2 separate regions of the Zea mays genome follow, and region 1 is linked to region 2. The links are chromatin contacts, called in public Hi-C maps. All regions are on one chromosome and are shown on one strand. Each heading gives the region's core, a stretch centred on a gene start, on an enhancer-like site or on the middle of the called end of the contact. The rest is flanking DNA. Distances are from core to core; before and after follow the strand shown. Region 1 holds the start of LOC100273669. Region 2 holds the start of LOC100193631.

Region 1 (5,734 bases), core at 1,006-3,505, 150 kb after region 2:
CGTCCTCATAGCGTCGCCTTAGAACTCTCCAAGGCGCCGGGGCGATGCCCTACTGTCCAAAGTGGACGCCTTAGGCTCCGTGATAAGGTGACCAGGACGCCTTCACACGCCTTAGCGCTTAGGCGTCGCCTTAGCGCTTAGGCGTCGCCTAAGCGACACCTTAACAACTATGAACCAGATAACCAACCAGTGAACACTTGTAATCAGATCACTAGCCTGTCCCAGGAGGAAAATCATCATAGTAACCAACCAGTAACCACTAATGTCAAGGCTGCAAGAATCTCCATACAGATATACAACAGAAGTCATGATATTACATAAACATTACACATCTATGAATATAGCTAGCATTATAAATTAGCTCAAATATAACAAATAAGGAACACAAACTAAGCAGAACAGTGTTGTAAAGGGGTTTGTTAAAAGCAATGGAACGTATGTACAGTGTAGGGATTATTATTCCACAAGGCTTAAAGCACACGTCTGTATCTATAGGCTTGAATCATGGGAGAGAAATGAAACAGGTGGCTGCTGTGGGATTATTATATTGATTCAAAGCACAAATCTATATCTGTTAGCTTAAGTCTCTGGAGTATGGAATGTCTTATATAACAAAAATAGGGAAAATGCATCTTATTCTAGAACCTGGAAAATGGGGCCAAAAAAATAGCGAATGGTGTTGACAATCAAGATTTATTTATGCTAATAATGTTGTCCTATAAAGGGTGCTTAATTGAAGTAGGGTTATGCTGTTTGCGTGCCCAGAAAGAATTAGCACACAACTATACCATTTCTGTAAGCAATGCTTCACAAGTTCACATCATTGTCGACAAATGTAAGTTGTACATCAACTTTCATGGCAGCAGGCAAAGTATAAAAGGACTCACGATCAGTGGTGAAGCCATCCCAGAGGGACATGAACTCTGTCTTCATATTAGTCATGGCTTCATGATCAGTTGTCCGTCGCTGCCCCAAGAAACTATCAACCTCGTCAATGAAGATAATAGCAGGCTGGAGCTTGTGAGCGAGACTAAATACAGCAGACACTGCCACAGCAATAGCACACTAACATCAGCGTATAGCGTAGACACACATAAAAAAACAATACAGATGACATCAATTCTAATTCTAAAGTAGTAGATATGTGGACAGTTAAATTAGCAATGCAAATAACTGCATTACAGCTGCTGCTGCAACAGCACTAGTAACATATATAAACATAAAAGAAGAAACTTCTATGAAGGGTATGGATTCAAAATCAGCAGATTTCTACAGCATCCTGACACAAAAAAACAATGCAATTGTCATCGTCTCTAGAGCAAATAAGTTTCCAGTGGGCAGCTGCTGCCACAACAAGAGTAACATATAAACATTGGTTGATCGGTGCGTGGCATACAGACACAAGAAAAAGAAGAATATGGCAAAAGACTACTATAATAGCAATAGGTATGGATTCAAAACCGGTGGATAGCTGGATATCCAGTGGACTAGAGTATAATTGCTCACCGAGCTTCTGCGCGTCCCCGAACCACTTGCTCATGAGATTGGAGATCCTGACATTGATGAAGACGGCACCGGACTCCCTGGCAATGGCCTTGGCGAGCATGGTCTTTCCTGTGCCGGGCGGGCCATAGAGAAGGACGCCCTTCTGGGGGCTGAGGAGCTTGCCGGAGGCGAAGAGCTCAGGGCGGCGCAGGGGCAGGATGACGAGCTCGTAGAGCGCTTGCTTGACCTTGTCGAGGCCGCCGATGGAATCGAATTCGACGTCGATGCTGTCGGGGTTGATGACGTCGCACGCAATCACGTCCTGTCGGTGAGCGAGACGCCAGCGGAGGATTGAGTCGGAGTGAAGTGAACCCTAGATGGGGATTGGGGAGGCGGATACGGATACGGGTGGAGGGACGGACCTCATAGGGCGTGGTGGAGACGAGGGGCCGGCCGAGGCGCTTGGCGATCTCCTTCTTCTGCTGCTGCGCCTTCTGAGAGGCGGCGCGGTTGGGATCGAGGTGGCGAAGGCCGGCCAAGAGGACGAGGCAGCTGAGCGCGGCGCTGGCGGCGTACAGCACGAGGTTCTGCACGGAACGCGACGACGGCTCCGACGACCCCATCGCCCACCCCGAGGGAACACGGTGACAGTCAACTCTGTCTGGCTTGCGGCGGAAGAAACGAATAAGGACGGAGGAGGTGGGTGAACTGGATTCGAGGTGGCGGCGGAGCGCCGAGCGAGGCAGGGGATTGGATTCCGCTGACTGCTTGTGCTTTGGACTGTAGATGTGCAAAAAGGCCGGTCCTCCAGAGCGGCCCGTGGCCGTGGCACCGATGCGAATTTGGTCCATCACGAATAGGACCCGGCTCATTCCTATATATTAAACCAGGGACCCTAGCTTGCAAACTAGGTAGGCCACGTCATTCAGAATTCCTTTACCGTCCGATCGCTTCTCTATGATGCAAATCCTGCCATCCAGTTGTTGTTCACTGCTCCGTCTTATTTGCCTGCCCGACAGAGGCTGGCTGGTAGCGCCTCAAACGCGATCCTTCGTCTGCCGTCTTGGGAGCCTCGCGTTCTCTAGAATAAGTCAACTGGCGCGCGCCAGCGCGCGCGTTTAGCTTGTTGACCATTAGCATTGTGCTGGTTGCCTGGTTCGGCCTAATCATCGTATCGTGTATAGAGGCTACTAAAAATTTGTTCCTCAAAACTTGTCATTGTGGGTTGTTGAACTTTTTTCCCTAAACAAAACTAAGCACACAGCAGACTGCTAAAATAACAAATCCCCAAAATGTTTGAAACAACCACGTTGCCCACGCTGACCTAATTGGCCACAGCATCCTGATGTTCCCTCTGCTGCGTTGCCATCTTATTGGACTCACTGTGTAGATCTCCTTGCAATCTCAAGACAAACTCCAATAATGCAGCTTCAGTTCGTGTGCCTAGTGTTGGCGCCTTTTTGAACCAAACACTAACGATTTATAGGTCGTCCTTGTAGTGAGTTCGGACCATAGGGATGATCACTAGGTTTTGCCCACAGAGAGTCAAGGCCTTAGGGAGCGAGATAGTAAATAAGACGCAAGACAATTAACACTATCTTGAATGTGGTCTTGAAAAGAAATCTTAGAGCTAATGGGATGATTACTTGATGTACCTAAAAAGGTTATCCTGAAGGTGGGACAAACCTCTATGATGGTCACCACCTATTTGGTACCAAACAACAACGAACCCCAATGTCTTCTCGTGATGAGCAATACCTTGGGTTCGGCTCCGCGAGATGAATGGTGGTGGCGGTCCACGATGGATCGCCGGGTCGCCTGGCGGTGCTCGATGCGGTGGCGCAGACGATCCACGGCTCTGGGCCGGACGATCCACGACCTGGCGACAGGAGCGACGCCTTCCCTGCGCGTTGTCCGGACGATCCACGCTCTGGGCCGGACGGTCCGCGATGGCGCAGGTTCGTCTTCTTCTCCTCGTAGGACCTAGATCCCGCTCCCGGGGGAGAGACCTTAGGGTGTTTCGGGTCAGCAGGTCACCCGAGGCATCTCCAGACAACGTAGAGTCGCCTAGAAATTAATAGATCAATTCAAGTAAAAGATCTTGAGTGAAGTAGACGAAGTAGATCTTGCCCCTCACAAGGGGTAAGATCCTAGGGCCATCCTGGGGTCAGCAGGCCACCCCAGAACGGATCTAGACGACGTAGAGTCGAATAGGGGTGGAGGTGAAAATGCGGAAAGCTACAACTAAAGCTACGTTACATCTACTCCTAGGTCGGCAAAAGTAAATAAAGTAATTGGTTCGATTGAAATGTGTTCGAGGGGTTCTCAATCGGTCGTACCCCTTTATATTTATAGGGGAGGAGGTCTGGACATGTTCCTAGGCGATAACCAACAATGCCACGTGATTAGATGGATAACCACACATGAGATAAGGATAATCACCTGAGTTAATCTGATCGCAGGGCACGCGGACTGTCCCGGCCCAAGGCCCGGATCGTCCGCCACTTTTGGTGCTCAATGTATGCCCCTGCCTTTTGGTGGAGCTTGACGAACCAAAAGCACCAGCGCACTTCGGAAATAATAGATCTCATGAGTTATTTTGTTCCCGAAGTAAAGACTCAGCTCGATGTAAATCATCGACTCTTGTGATCAGATAATATAAATATTTGATGCATAGTGGCCATTTCGGATTGCATCTTCTTCTGCCATGTCTGCCTAATCAACATGTCAATAGACAAAACTTGTGGTGCCCCCAACCCGAATAAGCAAATAGATTGGGCCAGTAACATAAATTCATCATTGTACCACCCCATACTTGAGTAGGACAACACATTGATGACGAATAACTGAAAAGCACCATGACATCCCTAGAGGAGGATGACCAGGCAATCTTGGTTGTACCACTTTTGGGGCCAGTTTAGTCGGCTTTTGCTTTCGCACAGATCACCCTTTTGACTTTGTTCGTTTTAGTGGCCGATCGTGTGAAACGACCTTCTTCATATATTTAGCAAGCAATTGACTAAAAGTAGGGCCGACTCTGATGAGCTAGCCAAACGCCCTGCAATTGTTTTGCTCACTAGTACTTATCTTAGGACGTTGTAGTCTGACGGTATATGATCGCTGCTACTTCTGGATGTCCATGGATTGTCCAGCCTTCATGGTCGAACTATCCACGCCTGCCTTGGACCGTTCAGCATATGTAGGATAGGTGACCATGATTGGGTATTTGATCATGCTTGCCCCCCCCCCCCCCCCCCGAGCGTCCATCCTACCCTTTAGATGGGGACATAAACTTAGCACGATGATTAGAAATTATTCATCGGCCATATCAGACACTGAGAGCAAAAATGTTTGTTGAACTATAGAGCTTGCTCACATGGAATAACACATAATAGCCAACTCAATGATGCATAAGTTCGAGTATTGGTTGTACTAATAAATGAATCATTTACTTGAAACTATTCGGCAATACTGACTATGTAGTTTGCAATTAAACAATAATCGAATAGTGATAAGCAAATATTATAAGTGTAGGAAACCGGTGACGCCTAAGAGGGGGGTGAATTAGGACTTCTAAAACTTTTACTAAACTAGGCCATAATTAAATCCCTAGAGCAAAACCTATGCAAATAATCAAACTAGAAAGTGCAAACTAGGTTTTGTCTAAGTGTTGCTATCTCTACCGCAAAAAGGCTAAGTTTCAATCTACACTAAATAAGTATGAATACAAGATTGAAACTTAAATGCTTAATATAAATGCGGAAACTTAAAGAGCAAAGTAGAGAAGCAAACTCTCGTGGATGACGCCGGTATTTTTACCGAGGTATCCGGAACCACGCAAGGTCCCGACTAATCCTCGTTGGTGCCCCTACGCAAAGGGAAGCCCATGTGAGGGCCAAGCACCACGGTCGAGTAACTCCATAGAGGGTCGCGGGCCTTCTCCACGCGCAAGTGGTGCACCGCTTTCGGCTCCTCTCGGACGCTCCCCGCCGTCTCCACTATCGAGCTTCCGGCCGAAACGCCGCGGGCCTCGTTCCCTCCGGTACACGGTGGCGGTCGTGACACAAACGTGGTTGTCACGGTCTCGCAAGACTCACGCCCCACTCGGTACAATTACAACAACTCACGCAAGAGCCGAGGGGTTGTGTGGTTTTACAAAACTCACTCAACTAACTAGGGTTAACCTAGAGCAAGCGCTAAAGCGGTCTAACTAACCTAAGCACTTCGCAAAGCACCTACGCTAATCACC
Region 2 (6,143 bases), core at 1,964-4,463:
AACTGTCATGGCTAAGGTCATTTGCTCAAATGGTGTGGTCCACCATCTATACCCGACAATGGACGAGATTAATTACTTAATAATACGAGAAAATGTATATTGGGGCTCTAAATAATGTGCTTCACAGTTTTACAATCCATAACTTTAGGGATCGTTTGGATTGCTTCACTTGGGAGGAATTGGAATCAGAGTTATTAAAACTTGACCCATTTTCGAGTGTTCTCCATGATTCCGGGCTCTCTAGCCACCGCTAATCGACGCGTGGTGCCCATGCATGGACCCAAAACGTTTCTTCAATTCAATGGAAGTTGTGAGCCTTGCGTCTATATTCCTCTCTCAAGGTCGTGCCACATTCGCCTCCACCTCCGCCTGCACACGCCTCCTCCTCCACGGCCGGTCCCGCCTCCCCCTCTCCCTCGTGCTTCTTCGACGGCTTACAGGCGCCACCGGACCAAGGCGGGCCACTTCATCTACGCCAATGGGGTTTCCGCCCTGGAGGAGCTTTGTCACCGATGATGTGCCCCATCGCACTGCCACACATGACTGGGTGCTTTGGGACGTCGAGATTGTGCTGCTCCTCAAGTCGGTGCCACTCGAGCGCAACGGCTCCGTTCTCGTCGTCGAGTTCAATTAAGCTCCTAGTCTCGTTCGGGTCTTCATGCTGTCACCGACGGACCCAAAGCCCTCATAGGCTCAAGAGTCCAACATCGTAACCTATACAAATGTCCTGTAATTTAAAAATAAGTATGTTTATAGAATTCAAGCAATAATAAAATATTCTGCTTCAACGGTAAAACTCACAATCTAGATTTTAGAGCAGTCCACTAAGGTGTAGTATATATTTGAGTCACTTGAAAGAGTGTCCTGTAATTTTTTGACCAAAATTTATAAAATAAGCCACTGTTAGAGTAATTTTTTCTACGAAGAGCCCTATATTTCTATTTAAGGCACGAGTTTGAGGCATTGTTGAAGATGCTCTATAGCATATTGGTAACCCCTAAGTTAGTTAACAATTAGTTAGGCATGTACAACCTAGAGCCTCTTGATCGGTTTTCTATGCACAAGAGACACTTAAGAAACTGCATCATACAATGGGGTGTCTTTGAAAGCAGTCATATCATAAATGTTATCAAGAGACACTACCCTGTTTATTTCAGCTTTTTGCAGCTTCTAGCCACCAAAAGCTGCTACGGACTGCCAAACGCTCAGCTTTTCAGCCAACTTCTATAAAATTTGTTTGGGTAAAAACCATTCAAACTTAACATAAACACATAATCGGTTGAGTCGTTGCAATAGTAGGAATCCGTCACTTTCTAGATCCTAAGCCCTATAGACACATTTATCTTCCTCCAAACTTAATCCTAATGATACTCAGATTCTCTACACAGCCAGATTATCCCCAACGCCAGATTCTCAGAAAAGCTGGTCAGAAAAAAGCTAAACCAAAGTGTGTAGAGTGGGTCTCTTCCCAAAGAGCTCGTCTCTTGTATTTTTTACATTTAACTCCCTAGCGACCCTTCAAGAGACGTAGTATTAAATGGGGTTGTACATGCCCTTAGAAATTAGAAATGTTTGAACTTCTATAACTAATTTTAGTACCTTACTATTAGCTATAGAGATTCCAAACAAGATCTTAGTTTAGGGGATGTTTAGTTTCTGACTAAAATTATGGAGTGTTTGGTTCTCCTGACTAAAGTTTACTATTAGCTTTAGAGGTTCCAAATAGGGTCTTAGTTTATGGGATGTTTGGTTTCTGACTAAGGGCATGTTTAGAACCCGTAGAGCAAATAGTCAGCCAACCAACAAATTATTAGCTGGGTTGAGCTAGCTAATGAACTAATTATTAGTTATGAGGTAGCTAACAATTAGTCGTGGTATTAGCTAGAGGTGTTTTGAACCTCTGTAGCTAATTTTAGCAGCTAACTATTAGCTTTAGGGTTCTAAATAGGGCCTAGTTTGAACTGGCTAATAAACTAATTGTTAGTTGTGAGATAGCTAACAATTAGTTAGAGACGTTTGTAACATCTACAACTAATTTTAGCAACTAACTATTAACTTTAGAGGTTCCCAACATAGCCTATTTTTCGGGGGTGTTTGGTTCCCTTAATAAAATTTACTATTAGCTTTAGATATTTCAAATAGAGTCTTAGTTTAGGAGATGTTTGGTTTCTGACTAAATTGAGTATGTCGGATGTTTACATGCCAGTTATAAGTATTAAATTAATACATAGTCTAATTACAAAACTAATTGTATAAATAAAGAATAATGACAAGAGAAACTTATTAAACATAATTAGTCCATGATTTGGTCATGTAACGATAAAGTAAATATTTGCAAATTATGGATTACTAGTTTAATTAATAGAGTAGGCTATTTGATTTTGAATTTGACATCCTATCATTATTTCACGAAGGTTAAATATAAATCTATCTCAAATGCATAAGGTAAGAGATATAAATTGATTTTATATACCATCAGACTGTATTTATACTGTATAATTTATAGCATGCTCTTTGACTCATTCTCTCATGATAGAAATGTACCATATACATATCTCTCACACATGGTCAATAATAATACATAAATATATTCCACATAAAATTATAAACTTAATTAATCTGTGTTTTAATTATAATTATAAGAATGGAATCCAATTTAAAGAATCTAAAAGGGGCCTAGATGATTCTGTTATAGCTTATAGAATATAAAATTTTATCTAAATGATTATGACTAGTTTGAAAATTAAAATCATCTTCATAATTAGAGAAGATTAAATGATAAGTTATTTTATTTTTATGAGGCGCTCTAATTTTAAAGAGGTTTTACGTTTCCAAACTAGTGTAAAAACTAGTGTAAAGAAGCATACATAGGATATTTGGTCCTATACCTAAGGTGCTATAAATTGCCACATAATTTTATACCACTTGTCTAAGGTGGTTTACACGCTTAAATTTTGTGATATAGTTTGCCACGTCTAAGAGAATTTTGTCACACTTTTACGAGTTATTGACGAGTGGAATGAAGGAATTTTTTTGCTATAACTGTACTTCAAATTAACATATACATAATTTAGTCAAACTTCTCTAATTTTAGACGTGATAAATTGTAGCATGTAAGACATCAAACCAAACAGCAAACAGCCGTGGAGACCACCGAGATGCTTCAAGCTTCAAGTATCACTCACTCACTCCTGCCGTCACCCCTAGCTGCATCGGATGGCGATCGTACGGACAGGATACCACGACGAACGGAACCTACGCCGGCTGCGAACGCGAATCTGAATACAACGAGGTAGATCCTCCTCCGTAAAGCGAAAGCAAAAACCAACCAAACAAGCTAGCTAGAGCTAGCCAAGCCGCGGCGTGCCTCCGCTCCGGCCGGCCCGCCCCTGTCAGAGCCCCCACCGCCGCTGCCACCTCCGCCAGCCGTCACCCCAGGCGTTGGATCGGGGCCCTCTCGATCCGCGCCCGGCGAATCCAGACGGACCCGCATTGGGGTTGGGGCCCCTTCGATCCGGCGCTTGGTGGGGGTTTGGCTGGGAGCTCCAGGCTGAGGGGACGGGGCGGGGGGACCTGATCCTTCATTCCGTTCGGATTTCGCTTTTCCCCCGTGGGGTCTCGACTGCCGGAGGGGGAGGAGGACATGGATTTGGCGTCGGTCAACGAGGAGCTGGCCGAGATCGACGGGCAGATCGGCGATATCCTCCGCGTATTGCAGTAAGCTCGCATCACATTCGGCTTGCTGCGACTTAGGTTGCTTGTAGCTTGCTTGCGTCGCCCACGCATGGTCGCCAGATATCTCAACTTTCTTGCTGCGGTTTTGCTAGCGGAGCGCTAGTTGGATTTGGACTTTGGAGACCAGACCAGATTGTTGACCTCTGGTAGCACATAGGATGCGATCGACTGACGCTTCCCGCTTGATTTGTCTGCAGAAATGGGTTCCAGAAGCTGGAGAAGATCAAGGATGCCAACCGCCGCAGCAGGCAGCTTGAAGAGCTTACTGATAAGATGCGAGACTGCAAGAGGTTGCTCAATGTCTTATTCTCTTCCATTCCCTCTCAGCACTACTATATATAGCTTTTAGCATCGCCCCCTTCATAAAACAGAGATGGCCGTAAGGCTAAACGCAGGTAATGCTGATGGAATGAGTATATAAGTTGCATTGTGGTGCTGGTGTGCTTACCTCACACTAAGTGCCTGTTTGGGAGGGCTCCCAAACTTGCTCCGGCTCCGGCTCTTGGAGGAGCCCTCCCAAACGGTTTCAAAAAAATAGCTCCCAACAAAGAGCACCGTGGAGCTGGAGACATTTTTATAAAAAGGAGCCGGAGCAAAAAAAAATGGCTCCTAGCGGCTCCTCCTCTCACTCCCCTCCTCTCGCGTCAAGAGGAGCCGTTTTGCCAAACGATTTGTTAAAAAAACACTGGCTCCTATAGAGATGTTGTTCTTGAAGAGAAGCCAGAGCCGAAGTCATTTTTAGAGGAGCCGGAGCCATGCCAAAAGGGGCCTAAAACCGCTATAAGTTTGCTCCAAACAAGCTGTTTCTGTATCTCTTGACAAATATACTGCACTAGGTAGGGGTGGAGGACTTGGGTGGTCAGCTGCACAAGCCTTTAACTAGGCAATCTGACTTCAAATCCCCATGATGCCACTCCCGCTAGGATTTTTTTTGGTGGTAGGCATCGGTCAGGCATATCAAAGTGAGAACCTGGTCCCCAAGCATTCTCATTATGTGGGGGGCTAACCTAACCTCTGTCCGGCTGTGTATACCTTGTTCCACTATTTCTGCTGTTCATGACTATTGCAATCTCCGTACTTAGAATCACACTAATGGGGCCAAACTTTTTAAGAAAAATGGTGAGTTATATGAGTAATTTTGTCAAAGCTGATTCTTTTTATGTGATTATTATCCAGACTCATCAAAGACTTCGAGCGAGTTAGCAAAGCTGAGGCTGAGCATACTGATCCAGCAACAGCAAAAATGTTGCATGACAGAAAGCAGTCGATGGTACTATTGCCAAAACTGATTGCATGATAGATGTCATATGCGTGAATGGTTGCACTTACCTTTTCTGGTTCAACAGGTTTCGCTAAACTAGAGTTTCTTGTTTGCAGATCAAAGAATTAAACTCCTACGTTGCTCTAAAGAAACAGTGAGTTTTGACCTGTCTCAGTACAGTACATTCTCACAAGTCACAATATATCCAACTTCAGTTTATGCATTGCATGATTGCATCCATAACAAATTAAGCGTGTGCTACTAATTTCTGCATCAGAATTACTTTTCTCATAAACTGCGATGAATCCATCGTTAGTTTTTTTGTAACATATCATGTTACTTACTGCAAATATCACTTGGCCTGCAGGCAGGCAAGTGAAAACAAGAGAATCGATCTTTTTGATGGGCCAAGTGCTGAAGATGGCTTTGGTGAAGAAAATGTCCTGTTAGCATCAAGTAAGTGGCGACATCACATCCCCTACAAGTTTGCTAATGTGAATATGTGATAGCTCTTTCAGGTTTGAAAGCTAGGAATATGTTAGGCAAACTTATTTTCTTTTAATTGTTATGTTTATCTATTGAAACCTTTGCAAGAAACAAGCCTCTTATACAGCTCTTCAGATAACTGAGCAGTTCCTTTTTCTTAGATATGACAAACCAGCAGTTAATGGATCAAGGCAATCAACTAATGGATGAAACTGATCAAGCTATTGCACGATCTAAGCAGGTTAATACTTATTTATGACCTGCATGTGAGCTTATAGCATCATTTTCCTAGGAACAGCTGTTGATCTTGTTTAACAAGTTGAAAATCTGTGCTCACAAAGAGATTTTTTGCATCACACATTCAGGATCTTTGTTTATTTATCATTATGCTTCTAAGATGCTGACATTGCCGTGTCCCTCTTCATCTTCATCTTCTCTTTTCCCTTTTTCCCTTTTTTTCGGTTGAAGATGAGGAATATTTTTTGGCCACAGCTGTTTGGCATAGATATAAATAAGTTACCCTCCCCCCCTCCCTCAAGTTTTGATGCTTTGTGCCAATTTCATACTTGAATCCACTACTGAAGTTCTCAATATTCCTCAATGATTCTAACTTCTATGAAACAATTTGTTGTGGACTCTCAAGTCTTCCACAAATTTGCTG

Evidence for each region. A called contact is a pair of places that touch in the nucleus more often than the background predicts.
Region 1: a Hi-C map of endosperm shows a contact between it and region 2, with 3 times the contacts expected there. The contact joins the promoter of LOC100273669 here to the promoter of LOC100193631 in region 2. A contact is called at or near these places in 9 of 25 Hi-C or Micro-C datasets (bundle sheath, ear, endosperm and 4 more).

Annotation. Positions count from the first base shown.
Region 1 is chr6:93,771,363-93,777,096 of Zm-B73-REFERENCE-NAM-5.0, forward strand. It overlaps LOC100273669, which reads right to left and starts at 2,256. Exons shown (of 5, transcript NM_001360289.1): 1 at 1,908-2,256; 2 at 1,507-1,807; 3 at 888-1,046. The coding sequence starts at 2,108.
Region 2 is chr6:93,621,822-93,627,964 of Zm-B73-REFERENCE-NAM-5.0, forward strand. LOC100193631 reads left to right here and starts at 3,214. Exons shown (of 10, transcript NM_001138730.1): 1 at 3,214-3,717; 2 at 3,933-4,025; 3 at 4,912-5,005; 4 at 5,113-5,150; 5 at 5,364-5,452; 6 at 5,644-5,723. The coding sequence starts at 3,644.